Regions from separate parts of the Pan troglodytes genome. Here region 2 is linked to region 1. A link is a contact called in public Hi-C data. All regions are on one chromosome and are shown on one strand. Each heading gives the region's core, a stretch centred on a gene start, on an enhancer-like site or on the middle of the called end of the contact. The rest is flanking DNA. Distances are from core to core; before and after follow the strand shown. Region 1 has its middle 18 kb from the start of SMIM34. Region 2 holds the start of RCAN1 (regulator of calcineurin 1).

The links. Hi-C and Micro-C count contacts between places; a contact is called where the count stands out from the background.
Region 2: a Hi-C map of induced pluripotent stem cells shows a contact between it and region 1, with 1.8 times the contacts expected there. The contact joins the promoter of RCAN1 here to the enhancer-like site in region 1. A contact is called at or near these places in 5 of 7 Hi-C or Micro-C datasets (blood, induced pluripotent stem cells, a lymphoblastoid cell line and 1 more), 1 of 1 datasets of contacts at active chromatin or transcription factors (stem cell-derived excitatory neurons) and 1 of 1 other capture datasets (stem cell-derived neural stem cells).

Annotation. Positions count from the first base shown.
Region 1 is chr22:35,149,853-35,153,665 of NHGRI_mPanTro3-v2.0_pri, reverse strand. No RefSeq gene overlaps it. Among named protein-coding and RNA genes, the nearest start is that of SMIM34, 18 kb to the right of the region's middle. Within about 2 kb of position 1,890, at least 1 of the 24 cell types and tissues checked has an H3K27ac peak or open chromatin away from gene starts, as enhancers often do. A contact at or near this core is called in induced pluripotent stem cells, where this site is marked.
Region 2 is chr22:35,325,707-35,329,519 of NHGRI_mPanTro3-v2.0_pri, reverse strand. RCAN1 (regulator of calcineurin 1) reads left to right here and starts at 1,589. Exons shown (of 4, transcript NM_001098557.1): 1 at 1,589-1,701.

The DNA.
Region 1 (3,813 bases), core at 641-3,140:
ATGTCTTTTCATGTCTTGATAGCTCATTTCTTTTTAGCACTGAATAATATTCTACTGTGTGGATACACCACAGTTTATTTATCCATTCGCCTACTGATGGACATCTTGTTTGCTTCCAAGTTTGGGCAATAATAAAAGCTTGCTATGAGCATCTGTGTGCAAGTTTTTGTGTGGTTACAAGTTTTCAACTCCTTTGGGTAAATACCTAGGAATATAGTTGCTGGATCGTATGGTAAGAGTACACGTCGTTTTGTAAAGAGCTGCCAAACTGTGTTCCAAACTGGCTGCACTATTTTGCATTACCACCAGCAATGAATGCGGATAAAAAATGCCACATCCTTACCAGCATTTGGTGTTGTCAGTGTTCTGGGTTTTGGCCATTCCAATAGGTGTGTAGCCCACTGTATTCATCAGGGTTCTCTAGAGGGACAGAACTAATGGAATGAATATATGTATATGTATATATATATATGTATATGTATATATATGTATATGTATATATATGTGTATATATGTATATGTATATATGTATATATGTATATGTATATGTGTATATATGTATATGTATATATTTGTGTATATATGTATATGTATATATGTATATATGTATATGTATATGTGTATATATGTATATATGTATATGTGTATATATGTGTATATATGTATATGTGTATATATGTATGTGTATATATGTATATATGTATATATATATTCCAGTATATGTGTGTATACACACACACACACACACATATACACACACACACACATAATATAAACAGGAGTCTATTAAGTATTAACTCACACAATCATAAGGTCCCACAATAGGCTGTCTGCAAGCTGAGAAGCCAGAAGAGCCAGTCTGATTCCAAAACTGAAGAACTTGGAGTCCGATGTTCCAGGGCGGGAAGCATCCAGCACAGGAGAAAGATAGAGGCTAGAAGGCTAGGCTTGTCTCTCCTTTTCACATTTTTCTGCCTGCTTGTATTCTAGCCGAGCTGGCAGCTGATTCGTTGGTGGCCACCCAGATGAAGGGTGGATCTGCCTTTCCCAGCCCACTGACTCAAATGTTGATCTCCTTTGGCAACACCCTCACAGACACACCCAGGATCAATACTTTGTATCCAATCAAGCTGGCACTCAGTATTAACCACCACACCCACCACCTGTTTTTGTAAATAAAGTGTTATTGGAACACGGACACACTCTTGGTTTCTATATTAATACTATTCATGGGTGCATTCATGCTGCAAAGGCCGAGTTGGGTCCTTGTGATAGAGAACGTATGGACCACACATCCAAAAATATTTACTACCTGTCTCTCTGCAGAAAAGAGTGTGCTGACCTCTGTTCTAGAATCATCCCGAAGTTTTCGACTATGTGGCTAAATGTGGTCCCTTTGGCCCCCTATGGCCTTACGGATGCACTTTCTGGGGCACCCAAGCACAGGAGCCACGGGTTCCCACGCACCGTGGGAACTCCCTCAGTCAGACTGAGGCAGGCCCTGGCTCAACAGATGCCACGGTTCTTTGGGAGAATTTTGTCTAAATGTAAAATACCAGAATTTGTTTGTTTGTTTGTTTGTTTGTTTTTTAAAAAAGCTAACAAGTAACTATCACTAAGCCCAGAATTAAGCACTTACTTGTTTGACTGCTTTCATATACAATTGCTTACGTATGTGCATGTGTCAGATCCACAGATCTGACTGTTGTTATGCTTTCTAGCATACATAGCTCCCATTCCGTACATAGCTCCCGGCTGCCTCATTGGCGCCCTCTATTGAAAACCCTTGGCCTAGACACCCGGGGAATCCGTCTGTGGGGGCTCCTTGGCGGTGGCCCCATTGTTATGGAAGCTTCTCGCCACAGGGGGGCAGAGCATCCATGGGTACTACGTAGCCCTGCGGTGCAAGAATCCCGCAGGTCCCAAAGTGACTTCGGAGCATGCTTCCAGAGCCTACAGGTCTACACCAGCAATGCCGGGGGTGCTGAAACAGAGGGAGACTGAATCACTGAATTTCACAGGGCTTTTTGGGTTAAAGTCAGGACAATTTGAACATGCAGTTTACTTCGCTGTCTGATTGTGAGCCAGCATGTTTCTTTTTTTCTTTTATTTTTTCTTCTAAAAAACTTTTCTTTTTTAAATTATGATGATTATTTTACAAACCTTGTGTTGAGAGCTGACTTTCAATAGATCGCAGAGAGGGAGAGCTTGTTTCTCTTATACAGGGGAACATTCCTGCAAGAAGATGCAAATCAGGCACATCAGGCACACAGATGGAAGTTAAAACCAATTTAATAAAATGTTTGAAGCGAGAATTGCAAACATACTCTCACAGAAACAGCTGATTCCCTGAAAGAGTTAATATGTTTGTTGTAAACTCTTGACACTTAAAAAAATAATTTACCTTTTCAATAGATAATAGACACATAGTAAAAATAAACAAATAAACCATTTTTTAAAATACTGCCTAGAGGTAATAAAGGGATTCTTATGTCTCCTTTCAGAAATATTTTATGCACATACAAGAATATCCAGCTTTTATATACAAATGATGGCACACGGCACACACCAATGGGCACCATACTTATTTTCCCCCTATTTAGCAACATATGGAAGATTGTTCTTTTGTTTTTTGAGACAAGGTCACGCTATGTTGCCCAGGCTGGAGTGCAGTGCAGTGGTGTGATACGGCTCACTGTGGCCTCAAACTCCTGGCTCAAGGCCTCCTCCCCTCTCAGCCTCTCAAGTAGCTGGGACTACAGGTGTGCACCACCATGCCTGTCTTTCCTTTTCTTTCCTTTCCTTTTCTTCCTTCCTTCCTTTCCCTCCCTCCCTCCCTCCCTCCCTCCCTCCCTCCCTCTCTTTCTTTCTTTCTTTCTTTCTTTCTTTCTTTCTTTCTTTTTCTCTTTTTTTTTTTTGAGTCTCACTCTGCTGCCCGGGCTGGAGTGCAATGGTGCAATCCCGGCTCACTGCAACCTCTGCCTCATGGGTTCAAGTGATTCTTCTGCCTCAGCCTCCTTAGTAGCTGGGACTACAGGCCCCTCGCCGTCACCACACCCTGCTAATTTTTGTATTTTTAGTAGAGACAGGATTTCACCATGTTGGCCAGGCTGGTGTCGAACTCCTGACCTCAGGATCCACCCACCTCAGTCTCCCAAAGTGCTGGGATTACAGGTGTGAGCCACCACGCCCGGCCACTTCCTATTTCTTTCAATGCTTGCACAGGAGCCCATTGCATGGATCTTCATACTCTCTTTAATCAGTTCTCTCTCAATGAGCATTTATGTAGTTTCCAATCTTTTGCTGTTACAAACAATGGAGACAATGGGTCAATGACTATGCCCTGTAAACAGGCTCATACCTAAGTCCCCCAAATTCTTAGTAGATGAATGACTGAACAGAAGGTATATACGGTATACATCTTAATAATGCCAATTATCCTTAAGCATGCCAATAATAATAACTGACCTCTATGAGCTTCACCGTGTCAGACACCATTCTGACACTGCCTTAGATACATGAACTAAACTGTGGAGGAGGCTCTGCGAGTAGCCCCATTTTACAGTTGATCTTTACTCATCTACTGGTAGTTGAATGAAATCTCTTGATAATTTTAATTTGCATGTATATGATTATGAGTGAGGATGAGCATATTTCTATCTGTTTAAGACATTTGTGGCAGGGCGCGGTGGTTCACACCTGTAATCCCAGCACTTTGGGAGGCAGAGGTGGGTGGATCACCTGAGGTCAGGAGTTCGAGAGCAGCCTGGCCAATGTGGTGAAACCCCCGTCTCTACTAAAAACAAAAATTAG
Region 2 (3,813 bases), core at 340-2,839, 180 kb before region 1:
AGTTAAAAAGCAAAGCTGAAATTCAGACCCAAGTTCTCACTGTATCATACTGTCCAAAAAAGAATTCTATTTTTCAGGAAGAGACATGTCTGCTCACTTGAGGTCCTCTTATTTTTCCGCTATTCCCCAAAGGAAAGGGGTGATCTCTTAATTCTTTCGTTATGTCCTATTGTACATAGCAAATAGTGGTAATTCAGAAAAATTACTTCTAATTACATAAATTTTCACAATGGTATAGTGACTAATACGCTGAAATAGAAAAGTAAGGCATTGTTATCATGGTCTAGTTCAGTCTTATTGCGACTATATCTGATAATATACGGTAAGCATCTAACCACTTGCCAGGGGCCACAGAGCCACAGGGAGACTATGTCTCGCTTAAATTCCCAAAAGTGGGCCCCTGTGCTTCAAAACGTCCCCGCATGGGAACCACAAAAACGTTGCCTCCCCAGTTATCACCCCAAGGGCCCAAGAGCCGAGGACTCTGCCCGGCGTCCTTCAGCTGCCACCAGCTGTCAGAAAAGCGGAACTGGGGACGAGGACTTTGCCCCTAACCAACATGGCCGCCCTGAGGCTTCGGGCTTCGGGCGGCAGAAGGAAGGTCACGTGAAGAGAATTCCGTTCCTTTATTGGCCCCGTCTCCTGGAAGGGCGGGGTACAATAACCCAACCGGCGCCGGCCTTAAAGGGGCCACCGTTGGATCCGCCGGTGGCCGGCCCTAGGGGCTGGGGCGGGGGCGGGCGCCGCGCCGGGTTTCTGCCCCTCCCGCGCGGAACGGTGACAGGCGGGGCTGGCGCTGGGAGGCCGTGTCGCTGGGAGACTGCTGACAGCCCGCCGCCTGCCGCCGCGCGATCCCGAGGGGGTTAACGGCGGAGCCGCCGGCCGGGCGCGGACGGGAGCGCGTGAGGCTCCGGCGCGCAAGCCCGGCGCAGCCCGCTGGGGCGCACAGGGGCGCGCGGGCGCGGGGATGGAGGACGGCGTGGCCGGTCCCCGGCTCGGGGCCGCGGCGGAGGCGGCGGAGGCGGCCGAGGCGCGAGCGCGGCCCGGGGTGACGCTGCGGCCCTTCGCGCCCCTCTCGGGGGCGGCCGAGGCGGACGAGGGCGACGGCGACTGGAGCTTCATTGACTGCGAGATGGAGGAGGTGGACCTGCAGGACCTGCCCAGCGCCACCATCGCCTGTCACCTGGACCCGCGCGTGTTCGTGGACGGCCTGTGCCGGGTGAGGGCCGCGCCGGGCGGGCCGTCGGGGCGGAGGGCGGACACTTGTTGCCCGAGGAGGCGGCGTGGGTCGCAGCGCCCAGTCCCGGCCGCGCGCGGGGCGGGGAGGCAGCGACGCCCCCCGGGCTGCTCGGCCGCGGACCCGTCAGGGCTGGGGCGTGGGGACGGCGCCCCGAGGGTCCCGGTCCCCTAGCACCCCCGGGGCGCGCGGAGCTCACTGCAGAGTCCCACAGGCTCGCCCCGGCCCCCGTGTGCGCCCAGGCTGGTGCGACTAGGGGGGTGAATTCGCTCCCCAAGGCGGGGCAGCGCCGCCGCCCCCTGCGCTCTCGCCATCGCCCCGCATTTACTCGCTGGAGGAGGGGGTCACCTCATTCCTAGGGAGGAGGAAACAGACGTTGAGCGGCGACGTGACTCAGTGTTCATAAATAGGACGACGTCCCTGCATTCCCAATCTGCACTATTGGAAGAAAAGCCAATGTTTGGGTGAGGATCCGTGGTTGCTCATTAGCCAGCGGCTGGCCAGTTTTGGTGGAATTGTGTTGGGGGGAAGGGGACCATCTTTCAGACCTTTAGGATATTTAGTCAAGAACCTTGCCCCCTTGCGTGAAGGTGTGGCTTGCCGCCATCGGGGACACCCAGTACATGGGGAGTCGACTCCTTCCCCCGCCTCCCCCCACCCCCGCAAAATCCACACAATTTAGACACTTTGGAGGGTGAGGGGCAGGTATGAGTAATCAATAATGGTGGTGGGGAGGAGGAATTTATTTCAAATCTGCAGTTATTGTGCAGAATAAAATGTGGACAACGTGGGCGTCACAGAATGAAACCGGTCTTTGAGAGATGCCCCATTAGGAGAGCAGCTGTCAAAAAAAGCAGTGCTTTCAGCGCTTGGCTGTGGGTCCACAAATGCTGTCAGTGAACTATAGTTGAAGGCTGCTGCCAATACAACACCACTGTGAAACAGAATGGTGTGCGTAAGTGTCATTTATTTATAATTTATATGTTCACTTACTTTCTGAAAGGAATTACAATGGCCGTGTGCTTAGGTAAGCTTCCAGGCATGCTTTCTAGAGCAGCAATTGTCAGGAACTCAGGGTCTTACTGATTGATCTTACTCTAAAACCTTTTCCTCTCCATATAAACTAAGCGCTAGCCAGCATTTCAAACCTTTTCCTTAGGAGTTCTAGGCTGTCTTTCTGCTAGAACAAGGTCAAGTCACGTAAGACGGCACTTACTTGCAGTGTTGGAGACAATTTTTTCCAGTGTTGGATACAATCCTGAAATTGTGTTGTATGAAAGTTTGCCCACTTCGCTAGCTATTCATTTTAACAAATATTTATTGAGACTTCGCTACGGGATAGGTACTGTCCTAGGCTCTGAGGCTGCATCAGTAGATAAAATAGCATTTCTGCCTCCAGGGTTGACATTTTTTGGAAGGGAAACAAGCAATAAAGAAATATCAAATGTATCAGAAAGTAATGATGCTATAGGAAAAAGTAAGACTTGGAGGGCAGGAGGAGGGAGTGGAGATCTGGGAGTGGAAGGGAGATTGCTATTTTCCATAAGATGATCAGGGAAGGTCTTACTGATACGGTGATATTTTGAGCAGAGACAATGTAGCATTGGTTCATTCAGGCTTTGCTGTCTATTGAGTGCTTACTGTGTTCCAGCCACTGGTTTAGGCCCAGAGGATAAAGCAGGGAACATTTCAAGCTCCTTGCTTTCATGGAGCTTAGGATCCAGTGGTTGAGGGGGAGATAGACAATAGGAAAAAGGCAAGTGAGCAAGATCATTTCGGATAGTGATAAATGCGACGAAGAGACTGAAACAGGGATAGAGAGCAAGGGGAGGGGGCTTGGTCAGAGTGGTCAGGTCCTAACACTGTGGGGGTTTTGTTGAAGAGCTGGTGAATTGCGGCAGTCCTGAGGGAACTAACAAGGGATGTCCAGGCCTGCAGCCATGAGCAACAGCTGGAAGCTGGAGCTGGGGGAGGAAGTCACGTGGCTGGAAACCTAGGGGAGGAGCTGCCTGCCAGGAGCTGTAGACTTGAAGGTGTGGAGTTGAGATGCTAAGGCAGGGTACAGGCAGGGAAGAAATTCTCAGGCTTCTGATTTCATTGGCAGAACTCAAAGGACAGCTAGGAGGCAAGGGAGCCCCTGCAGTGGAGTCCATAGGTTGGGTCATCCTTTCAGGGCCCACAGAAGGGTAGATAATGGCTCTGGGGACAGTGTGGATAAAGGGGACTTACACAGAGGAGTTAGTATGGAGCCACTTTAGATGGAGTGGCCCAGGGAGGCCTCTGCACAGCCTGGACCAGGTTGACAGGAAGAAGCTCCCTGGGGAGGTGTTTGTGTGGCCGGCATCCCGGCAGAGGGACTAGCAGGTGCAGAAGCTCCAGTGCAGGGTGAACTCCATTTTTAAAGGACTTGAAGGGTTGCATGAGAGACAGAGAGGCGATTGGTAGCTGAGGTTGGATAAGCAACCAGAAAACATCCCCCTGGGGCCATGGTAAGGATTCAGGTGTGATTCTAATTGCACATCTTGGTGGAGAATGGCTTTCAGGAGGGAAACTGGGTAGACTAGAGAGGAAGCAAG